Linked DNA regions of Mus musculus: region 2 is linked to region 1. A link is a contact called in public Hi-C data. All regions are on one chromosome and are shown on one strand. The core of a region is the stretch at or near the end of the contact, and the rest is flanking DNA. Distances in the headings are between cores, read along the strand shown.

Region 1 (5,928 bases), core at 2,148-4,647:
TTATTATTAATCAACTCTCAATGGGTGTAGGTTTTCTCTCCAGGACTACTACACAGTAGTAGTTTCCTGATGGAAGAACCTCCATCCTTACATTGCTCAGGCCTGGCTATTTATTTCCTGATCATGAGTAACTTATTAACACATATGTACTTCTTGTATCACTCCCACCATTCACAGAAACAATCCCTGTTATAATTACCTGTAAAATAGAAATGTGTAAAAACAGATCAAAACTCAAATGGTCCTTGACCCAAACGCAAGAAATAGCCTATTAACATTCTGATACTGAGTCACCTTTCCCCTTTTCTATACAAATCTGTCCACTGCTCATATATGTCCACAACTTCATAACCTGCTCTTTTAGTGAATAACATGGATTTGTCTTACCATTAAGCAGTCTTTAAAAGCATGGCCTTTGATTTGGTTATAGTGGCACACACCTGTAATCTTAGCTCTCAGGAAGCAGAGGCAGGAGGATTGTGAGTTTGAAGGCAACCTGGGCTATATAGTAAAACTCTATAACAAAATAGTAAATGAATGGATGGATACATGAGTAAATAATTTAAACACAGGGAGATGTAGCTCTATGGTAGAGCACTTGACCAGCATGCATGAGGTACTGTATTCAATCCTCTATAGAGGAAAAAAAAAATCAAATTAAATTAAAAGTAATTCTAAACAGAATTAAAAAGTTTAAAGAATAGTCTTTGAAGGCAGTGGAGCGCACTAGGCCACACTGCTCAGTTCTTTCACCCACCACCTTACAAATGAAGAAACTTGAACTCTCAGAGCTCAGAAACAGTTCTAAAACCTAAACCCATGTGTGGAGTCACCTGGCACTGTGCCTGACACTGGTCAGCACTCAATAAATGTCCTCTCATTCCTCCTCTGGGGATCTAGAGTCTTTAAAGAAACTTCATGAACGATTCTGGCTTCCACCTTAAGATAATGCATTTCAGCACAAAAAACAACTCCAACCCAAAGCTTCCTCTGAGACGTCAACCCTTCCTTCCCCACAGACTGCGCATGGCTGACAAAGGAGAATTTTTGTGAGCTCCTCGGTCCTCCCAGGCCACCCTTCCAGAATCCAGAGTGCAGATTGGAACGCTAGCAACAAATCCTTCCTATGTTTCAAACGCGTTCAGCTTTGCCTGCCCACTGGGCTGGGATTGTAGACTTTGACTCAGGACTTGGAATCAGGAGTTCTGAGCCCTAATCTCAACGTTGCTTCTAGCAGGCTGGCCTCATTTGAGGTTAGTAACGACTCCCTCCTCTCTGGATCTGTTTCTGTAGCCATTCCCCTGAAATACCCAATAAGGAAAATCTGAACCCAGCTTCTCAGGTTCCCATCAAACTTATCCATCTATGAGTGTGTGAACACACACACAGACACACTCAGAGACACACAAAGAAACATATACACAGAGGCACACTCACACAGAAACACACACACCAAGAACCTGAGAATTAAGAATATAAGGTTGAGTTTTTACAGATCTCCTTGGCTCCCTTTTAAGATTGGTTCTTGGTGGGAAACTGTGTTATGAGAGACCCAAACTTTAAACATACCAGAAAGCACCAGTTACAGTGGGGAGGGGCACCCAGGGTCCCTATATCAGAATTAGTCAGTTTCTGTCACCAACAGAGTGAAAATCCAGAAGTACTATAGATCATCAGGGACACTTGAGCTTACAGTCATATTTCACAGACAAAATTACATTCCAGGAAGAGAGATGGGGGAAGGGAGCGGAGATGGAGGGAGGGAAAGCCACATAAAAGTTCTGAAATATATCAATGTCCAAAAATGGATAGGGGAGGGGAATAAAAAGAAACCTTTGAGGAGTGTAAAAACCATGAAATAAAATATCTATCTTATTTCAGGGTCCTGGAGTAAATAATATTTCTGATGCTCCCAAAGAGAGTCAAATGCAGCCAGCAAAACAAACACAAATACAAATAAATACTGGGCAAGTGAATTAGGGAAGGTACACAGAGGAATTTCAAACTAGGATGAAGGTTTGATTCGGAAACGAGTTCCTGCCTTCTGCCTCCTACACGCCCCTCATTCTTTTCTTCGTGAAGTAAAATCCATTATTTTGAAAACACCATTTGAAATCCTCAAGAAAGAGCAAAACACAGTATTGTGGTATTCCAAAGTAATATCTCTTGTTTATAACCATATAAATTTAGCCCCTGGCACTACAGGGCTTATATAATAGAATAGAGTTATTTTAACAGGGGCCTGTTTAAGAGGCAGCAAAATGCTCGGCTCATTTTCTCCAGTGGGAGGGACACAGCCTCATGTGAGGGGGAGAACATGCCGAAGTCATTACCTCGGGAAGGCCATCCGTCAAAGCCGGGTCGCTCTGGCATGGCCAGCACCTCTGGTGAGATCAGAGAGGCGCCTCTGCTTGCAATTACCAAAGAAGGGCCTTGGCTTTAGACAGCCTGCTATCAATTACGACCCTGGCCTCGCCGCTTGGACTTGTCAATTTCCCAGTGTCTTCTGTTTTGTAACAGTGAGCAAAGGGGGCTCCTCCTGACTGATTCTTGGAAGTTCCTCGTGTGTTGTGTCACTCCTCGGTGTCATTAACAATTCAATTAAAATTTCACAGCACACAAGGCAGGCAGTGCTGGACAGAGGCTGAAAGGGCCTGGCCCAGGAGGTTCCAGAAAGACCTGCAGTGGGGCCATGTCCGATCACACCGACCCAATCTTGAGATGTTTTTCACTTCTCAAGTCAGGCTTACATGTGTCTCCCATCTGACACAATGCTGGCTGTCATCCTGGCAAGAAAACACGTTTGATGTTCTCACCCCATGAGGGAGGGGGGGTGCACTGATGGAACGGAATTTCAGGCCAACTAGAAACAAAAATCTAATATTATGACACTCGACATTCGGGCTCTGCAATGGATAACTCTTGAGTACTCTCAACCGGCTCTCTTTATCTTTGGCATATTCTAGAAGCTTCTGTTTTCTAAATTTGTCTTTGGGCTGTGGTGGTTGTTTGAGCCCTTGCCTTTTCTTGCTCCTTGGAGCCCAGATGTCCAGAAGAACTGAGGCAGGCAGTGTGTAAATCACAGTTAAATGATTTGGGTAGGTAGCGGATGGAGACAGAATAACCAAAAACCAGAAAGACTTACTCCTGTCGTTATTAACTCTCTGGAAGCGCAAACACCCCTTTGTCTGGCTGAGGGATGGAACAACACATGCTCAAGTGTTTTAAGGGTCCCGAGGGTTCAGGGCAAAATCAAAAAAAAAAAAAAGAAAAAAAAAAAAAAGAAAAACCTTTCAGGCTTAAGACTTCTGAGGCAGCTTTCTCTCTAACCCTCTCAATGAGTTTAGTCATGCAGGGAAAGATTCTTTAAACTTACCAAAGACTTTGTTTAATGCCCAAGAAAATGCAGACTGTCAGGGCCCTTTGTCGGGATTTGGTGGCTTAAGTCCATTCCCCAATACACTGGGACCCTCCACCTTCATTCTCGGGCTTCCTTTTGACATCAAGTGCTGGATAATTGTCTGATTTCCTTCTAGGTAAAGGGAGATTAAATGCCCGGCTGCAACAACTGACACACAAAAGGGAAAGTATAGTTTAGCCACCATATTTATCAAGATAATTTTTTTTCCACATGCTGATTAATAACATTAGCCAACATCCCCTTTGGCTTGGGGTGGGGGTGGGGAGAGAGAGAAGCTGGGGACAGACATGTCCCCCTCAGAGTATCAGAGTTGACAGTTCAAGGCAAAAAATGATTTGCATGTAAATTCTGATCAAAAGCAAGTCTGCACCCTGAAGTTGTCAAGTTTAGCTACCAATTTGACACGTAAATGGGCTATAGCAAAACTTGATTTAAACTGAAGAGGGAGAAAACATGGCAACTCAATTACCCCTAGCAGATCGGATCTGGCAGCTGGGGTCAAACTTTTCACCCTGTTGCATTTCTCAATACCTGATGCTTTAAACAAACACTATGTATTCCTCCTCCGATCCTGGAGGAAAATGCGTTTCTCAGGGCTCCCTACTGTGGCCCAGATTAAAAAATAAAGTTTCACTTGTGTGGGATCTGGAGCCATTTTCCTCATGTAAATTTCAGAATAAATCAGGACTTAAGAAATGGCCTTTTGCGCTAAACAAAAAAAAAAAAAAAAGGAAGAAGAAAAATGTCTCTGATAAAAAAAAAGGTGGGGAAAGAAAATGGGAGAGTGAGGAAGGGAGCATCATGGGGGAGATTTGTGATGTACTAAAAGATGATTTAAAATCAAATATCCCCATAGCATTAGAGGCAAAACACTGACTTGTTTTTAGTTTGCTTTTAATATATTCCATAGTTGAGCTTAGACTGAACAGCTAACAACTCAGTGGGGAGAAAAACAAATACCTAATTCTAAATCAGCTCCAAATTTATAAGGGACAAAGGTCCTAGTAAGGTCTGGGGGACAAAGACACACAAACAGGAAAGATCTAGGCTCACCACCCAGCTGGGGTTTGCAGACAGCCAAGCCTGGGCTAATGAAGCCCCAAGAAGACTTCTCATTCCTGCAAGTACCATTTAGGCCAACTGCCCACCAAGACTCTTCTAAGTGGCCTAAATCCAAAATTACTTTGAGTTGGTTTTAAGCTCATTCTATAAAAGCAAGGAGTTGATTGACTCTGAATTCACCCCTAATTTCTAGAACCAAGAATGAGCAACCAGGGGGGAAAGTGTCCCACTTATTTAACCAACAAATATATTAAATATGTGTTGAGTTCAAGCCCTGCGCTAAACACAGTAATATCAAATATAAGTACTATCTGCTTCTATCCAAAAAGACAATCCAAGGTACAGCTAGCTAATCACAAGAGCCTGGGGAGACAGAGACAGAGCACGTACATGCAAACAGCATGGCTGGGGAGTCGCTGGAAAGGAAGCAGAAGTATTCAATCCTCTCTGCTGATGGGGGGGCATCATTGATCTTGGCATCTAGCAAACAGTGGCACAGGGATGCCAAGAAGGGAGAAAGATGTTTCTACAGGAGCCAGCAAGGGGAAAAATGAGACTGTCAGTTTGGCTTGGTGCTGGGGAGATGGAAGACAGTATGTGCAATCAAGCCTCCTATGGCCACACACAGGACAAATACCAGAACCATATTCTCTTATAGGTGTCCTCCTATATACCACCTATACCAACCTCCAAACTTGAAACCCTCTCCTGATGGGTCCATCGATAGCCTTCCTGCACATCCTGCATCATGCAAAACCCATTCTGGCCCCAGGGCCTTTGCACTTGCTCTGTGCAGTTTGGTACCTTCTATCAAGTCCCCAAAGTCTTGCTCAGTTCAAGCATCAAACCTAACAGCTCCCTGCTGAACAGCTTTTCCCCAGAGCTCGGACCCAGGATATCTTCATCTAAAGTCACTCTCATAACAGCTCCTCTGAAACACCAATGCATATGCTCTGCTTAATTTTCCTCAGGCCTGTGTGGCTACCTGAAATTGCATTGTCTGGGCTCACTACCCCACCCTCTGCCCCCTTTCTCACGAGGATAGAAGCCACAGGAAAATCAGAGCTGTAATGCCCAGTTTCTAGGAAAGATTGCAGGTATTCGATAAGTATACTGTGGCCATATTAATACCCATTAAGACACAAGATGCCGTTAAGCTAATTATCCTGAAATTAATAAAGAAAATTAAGGCCCAAAGCCAAATTCACCACACATCTTTACTTCTAAACAGCCTTTGCATCAAGACCAAATAATTCTAGAAGGATGCATACAAATGGCACATTTATTTCAAATGGAAATAGCCAGAGGGGCAAGATCGCCATTGACCATTTAACTGAATGAGATCTCTGTCATCTTTCTGAAGAGTACCCCCTCAGCCATCACAACTCTCTCTGGCTTCCCACACATTGCGCCCCTGCCGCCGCACCCCAGGAAACCATGTGCGA
Region 2 (5,928 bases), core at 1,204-3,703, 930 kb before region 1:
CTGGACATTGTCCTTGCTTTTGGCTACCCACCTCCACACACGCCATCCAGTATTATACAAATGAGAAGCACCAGGGGATGCTTATTCTAGACTCTGCCACTGTGTTGGGGTGGTCACTGAATGCTGCCATCTTCGCCTGCAGGATATTTTTGGCTTCTGGCTTACATGTGCTAACATGTGTAAACTTGCCTGGTAATTTTCCTTTGAGAAGGTGCCAGTTATGCACAGTTCTGTTTTGACAGTTTAACTCCTTACTTGCTTCTTAAATACCAAGTCAAATATTTTCTGTTCTTAATATTCTCCTTTCTACTTTCAGAAGAGTATGACTTCATTCCCATGTAATATTCCTCTACCGGCTTTTGCAAACTATGAATATAGTCCAGTGACGTCTTATCTTTTCTGCCATCATTTAGTGGTAAGAGCCCCATTTCCCAGAGTAAATTTGTGTGTTGTTGAATTACAGCAGGAGAGGTTGAGCTGTCTGGGAAAGTTTGGTCACATTTTACCATGTTTATCTCTGGCTGATTTCATTTTATTTTTTTCATTATTTCTACCAAGGTTAATCCCACCCTATGAATTCGAGATCTTGGGATGTAAATCGCGGGTCAGTGTTTTTATCTATGACAAATCATATTAGATTCAAGGTTCCATTGATGCCAGTTCTTCCTCGGGCTGATTATTTCTACTGGCAATGCTTATCATAAATTAAAGGACAGCTTTTATTTGTTTCTTAGCACCTGGAGCCCAATGTGGACATTCTAGATGTAAAACAAGATTCAAGTTATGGGGTTATGACAGGATGCTTTCTGTAAACACAGTGAACACAGAGTCAGATCTCACAATATGGCCATTAATTCAAAGGTTAGGATGCAGACAAAGAGCCTCTCAGATTAAACTTAGAGAAATGTGTGCTTGGCCTCAGTGCTCAAACACTGAGATGGCCTGAAGGGTGGTTCATAACTATCCCTTGAGAGTCTAGATTGTGAAGCCTGCTCAGCCGGATGCTGGGCCATGTCAGGCCTCACCCTGTATCTGAAGGAAGCACAACACCAGGGGGAAAGGCTCTAACTGTAGTGAGGTGACTGTGACGGGCAAGCATCCTTGCCTCCAGACCAGGGAGGCTGGACAACTCAGGGTGAGAGTGAGCAGACAGGTTGACATGTCATAAAGCAGAGTCTGTAGGAAATATGCTCTGGGCTCCCAGGGCAGTTGAAATGAGGCTTGTCATCTTAGGAGGAAAAGGAGTTAGGAAAGGGAGGACAGGAGGACACACACACACACACACACACAAACACACACTTTTTCTACATAGCAAGACCAGTTTTCCCTTTGTGTATGCAAGTTTTAGACATCCTTGTCCATTGATCAGACGCCCAGGCACCATCCCTGCTGTCTCTCCTTGAGCCCACGGATATCATGGCCAGGTGAAAGATACTCCAGACCTTCTGAACCATCACAGAACATGTATCCACTAAGAATCCTAGTTAGGAGAGCCACTGGGCCTTTGCTCACATGTCCTTTCCAATTTGTTTGCAATATGAGCAGGCCCTCTATGAAAGACCCTCGGAGCCAGCATCTATCTCTCACCTCCACTCACAGAATTTTGATCAGAATGAGATATGGTAGAAATAAGAGACCAAATCTACTTTCCTTGCTTGAACAAGTCCCCTCCCTCTTCAGAAATAAGTTTGTAAATCTTGCTGGGCCAAGCTTTGTTTGTTTACTTATTTGCCTTTGCATTGTCAGTTCTGTTCTGTCCCAAATAAAAAATGAGAGCAGAGAACACCCTTCTTCCTGATGTCCGAAAGAGCAGTTTACTTACGCCCAGCTGTTAGCATTACTTTGTCCTTCCCTGAACTCTTTAGTCAGACACATAATGCTAAGTTCTGCTTTTATAGCTTATTTTTCAGGTGTATTATTTATTTGTTCAGTCTTCTTCACAGGCACAAGGGCCTCCCGAGAACTTCAAAGATCACCACCAACAGGACACTGGCTCATCCTTTGCTGCTTCTTCACGGAGGGCAAAAGGAGCTGTAGAGTGGGCCAGCAAGAGGGGCATAATGGATGTGAGAAGGGCTAGATTCCAAGGTGCACGCTAAGATGGGATGCAAATCAAGTGTAGTTCATCAGGTGCCTTTCCAGCAGCTCCTGGATGGATCTCACCCTGGCTGTCATTCAAAATGGACAGTGCTCATGTGGGAAGACTTCATGTTTCTGTTTCAAGAGAACGAAGAAATCTTTCAGAAAGGAGACAGGGGCCAGAGGGTGTGTGTGAGGAAAGTACAGAGGGGAAGAAGGGGGAAAGAGAGGGAAAGGGAGAGAGAAGTAGAGGGGTGAAAGAAAAGTAGAGGGAGGAAGGAAGGGAGACAGAGACAGAGACACAATCACACCCCCTCCACCACTCCCAATATCTCTGTATTTATCCTTTCCACTTCATCTTTTGAAGTCAGAATCGTAGCCACTAGAGGGCAGCATGCAGTTAGGAAACAGCCACGGCTTTCTTTAAATAAATAAGGGCAACTATTCAGGGAAGGCCATTAAAGCCACACTGTGCTTGTGGTCACCAATTACACGTTCTGTAATGATCAATATGTCATGTTTACCCAATCTGAGCTGAAGGCTATCTGGGACTGAGGCTACCAAAGGCCCCCCTCTCTATGACACATTTAGGTTCCTTCTGCCTCCGTTTCAGGGGACTAGTCTTCCTTACCAGCCATGGTTAGTTTTAGCTCAGGGCTTTGGTTTTGGATTTGTTTTTTGTTTTTAAATACTACCTGCACAAATATAAAGAAGCATGCAAACCAATAAAAACAGATCCTCTCTTAGAAAAAGGAAACAAAAAGCACTTGTACCATGGGCACTCCCCCAAAGAAAAGTGACATCCATTGGCGTGGAGTTACCATTCTCTGGGAGCATATTTTAAGTTATTTTTATTTTTTGACTCAAGTGACCATTGGGTCAATACACAGAAATCATGGCTGCTGCTTTTTTAAAGGCAGGTTTTTCTTGCTTAAAACCCAATGAGTGTCTTCCGTCCCTTCTCAGAATATCTAGTCCAGAGTCATCACTCACACTGAGAACAGCAACCGAGTGACCTCCCATACTCTAAGAGACATTGGTATGTGCAGCTTCCACAGATATTAAGCCCAACCTGGTTTTAAAGTCCAGGAAATGGCATTCTAAACTAAAATCACATGGAATGAAAATAATTGAGAGGATTCAACCCAAGATGACAAAAACCAGTTACTTGGTTCTTCTCCCTCCACCCCAAGTAACACAGCGCAGAGTGCAGCAGAAGCCCTAGCAAGCAGGACAGGGCTCCTGCCCTCTTTCTAGGCATTCTCTCAATGTAACAGTCGTGTGACAAAGCAGCCACAAAGGAAAGGTGGGGCCCAGTTAATTAATTAGATTATTATCTCATGATTAAGTGGAAACTTTGAGTTCTCTCTCACCCATAAAAGCAACAGTCTCACTAGATTTGCCAGAGTGGCTGCAGTTGAGGGTTACCAGTGAGGATGACACAATCAGGAAGTAAGATGGGGGTGGGGGTGGGGGTGGGAGAAGTGAATGCTACTCAGAAACACAGCATCCTTCCTCTGCACAGACTTCAGAAGGGTTCAGACAGCAGATTCACACACACACCACCAAGCCCAAGCTACATCTTAGGTGTTCAACAAATAATTTGTATAGACTGGTGATGGAAGTCAGAAGGCAGCCTCATCTGTCATTTTTTCAATTTATTCTATCTTTTAAGACAGCCTTTTGGGGGGGGGTTACAGATTACCCATTCAGCTACAGTGGGTTTCCAGGACTCTCTAGGCTGGGGTGATAAGTACATAGCAATATGCCTGGCTTTATCACGCATGCTTGTCTTAAGAGATGGAACATGACTCCTCAGGTTTGCTTCCCACTGAGACGTCTCCCCATATCTAAGTTGATATTTGTGGACTGAGCACAATGGCCTAAGGGTGCTTCGGAGCCCATACATTTGACATGCCAAAGAGTTGGGTGTCCTCTCCCTAGGAACTGGTTCTCCTTGACTTTCTCTCCATGGGGACCATCCCCAAAACTTCCAATTTAGTGGGTCTGAGTCTGGGACGAGAAATTTGTTTCTTTTGGAAAATTCCCAGATAATGTTGCAGAATGATCTTTAAGAAAGTCTGTTCTAGAACAACCTAAAGGCCCCTCCCCACCCTGCCCTTTTCTTTGGTAAAGTAAATGCCCTCATTTTTATTCATATTTAAAGTTAGAGACACAAAGAATCTGGCTAGTTGAAGATCTTACTGTATTGCACTCTAGTAAATAGAAGTTTTATTTGCTTCCCAAGAGCAGCCAGAAAACAAATGGCACCTAAAACAGATAAGTAATGACTGACTGAAGCGAGGGACAGCTCTTGTCTAGCACAGTATCAGGCCCTTAGTTCAAACTTCAGCACTGAAATAAGAAAAAAAAAAAGATGCACAATATTTGGACATTCAAGCTTTCTCCCATTTTGGGGTTTTATTTTAGTGGCATGCTGATTGCATTAACAGGAGAAGAAAGCAGAGAATGGGGTAGGACTGGGGGTGAGCCTGTAAAACATGATTTATGAAGTACAGAGCAGGGGGAATTGGGAAAACAGCTTTCCAGATATCTTTGCTCCTCCTCCAAGCTGCCAGGCCCCTCTATGAACACACCTGAGAAGTGGGGTTTCCTGGCAGAGTGTGAACAGGGGTGCTGGCTGTGCTCTTAAGAAGACATTCACATTTTGGTTTCAGATCTGTTCTCATCGAGGGCTAGCATCAAAAGGTGGAGGCAGGGCTTTCTCTACAGTTCTGTGTGCTTCCTTGGGCTGAAATTTATCCAAGGAGTTATTGAAAATAAACCCAGGTTTTTAGAAAAGAGGTCAGGGAGGGGCAGGATGGAACTCTCAGACGAAATTAAGCAAATGTAGTAACAACTGAGATTGTTGTAATTCAAGCCCCTAAAGGGCTTCCTCCCTGAGCACACTGACCCAAACTCCGTCTGCCCTCCATTAAAATCCAAGTGAACTGGTTCTCCATAGATGATATCATAATCTTTCTTAGTTCTAGGGTAGTCAAAATTGCCTCTCTCAAAGAAAAACAAAGAGGATCTGTTGATATTTGATCTAATTGAATGAAATTTACATTGTCTGTCTCTCCCTTCCTCTTACCCACCCCTCCCCCCTTCTTCATTCCTTCCTTTCTTCTTTCTCCCACCCCTGCCTCTAGCTCTCTCTGTCCAAAAGTGTGTGTCCAAAAGTCTACTGTTGCAGAATCACAATACTTGGACACTAACAAACTGTACTCCTGAATGTCTTCAACTACCCATCCTCCACCTTCTTGACACATGCTTTTATGTATGTGTGTATATATACATGCACACATGTGTGTACATCAAGACAAAGAAGCACACAAGAGCACTAGAAACTTTCTGGACCCTATTTCTTGCTCAAGATGAAAGCCTAGTAAATACAAAGTACATTAGAAAGGCCTTCATTAGGGTTAGCCTCATTAAAACTTAATGAAGTTACCAGTCTCCCCAGCAATCTTACGAAGGTTTTATTTTGTTTTGTTTTGTTTTTTGCCTGTCAATGGAGCAGTCCCAGGCAGAGAAACAGTAGTGACAGTAGGTGATGCCAGGTGTTATCTGTCCCTGGAATGTACTACTTTGATGACTTAAGATATCACCCCCTTGTTTTAGTTTGACTCTTATTTGTCTGGATTCACCCTGTGGTAAGTTAACATGCCTCCATACTGGAAAAACAAAGATTGCCTATTGTCCAGTATAGCCTAATAGAATACATCTGGCTCTGACAGTTTGATGCCCAGCTCTGAGCCACATTCAGTAACACAAATTAACAGCATAGACATTGCCCACGCTGAGCAGGAAGCAATAACCAGCTACCTGCTACTTGGCCAAAATCTC

The links. Hi-C and Micro-C count contacts between places; a contact is called where the count stands out from the background.
Region 2: a contact with region 1 is called in a Hi-C map of cranial neural crest, with 3 times the contacts expected there. The contact joins two enhancer-like sites. A contact is called at or near these places in 4 of 484 Hi-C or Micro-C datasets (cranial neural crest, nephron progenitors and uterus) and 2 of 9 other capture datasets (embryonic tail and embryonic trunk).

Annotation. Positions count from the first base shown.
Region 1 is chr14:22,111,655-22,117,582 of GRCm38.p6, reverse strand. All of the region lies in intron 2 of Lrmda (leucine rich melanocyte differentiation associated), which reads right to left. Among named protein-coding and RNA genes, the nearest start is that of Gm41107, 83 kb to the right of the region's middle. RefSeq lists an enhancer at 1,632-4,368. Within about 2 kb of position 3,397, at least 40 of the 459 cell types and tissues checked have an H3K27ac peak or open chromatin away from gene starts, as enhancers often do.
Region 2 is chr14:23,043,121-23,049,048 of GRCm38.p6, reverse strand. All of the region lies in intron 6 of Lrmda (leucine rich melanocyte differentiation associated), which reads right to left. The region is part of intron 2 of Gm10248 (predicted gene 10248); the gene reads left to right. Among named protein-coding and RNA genes, the nearest start is that of Gm10248, 48 kb to the left of the region's middle. Within about 2 kb of position 2,453, at least 19 of the 459 cell types and tissues checked have an H3K27ac peak or open chromatin away from gene starts, as enhancers often do.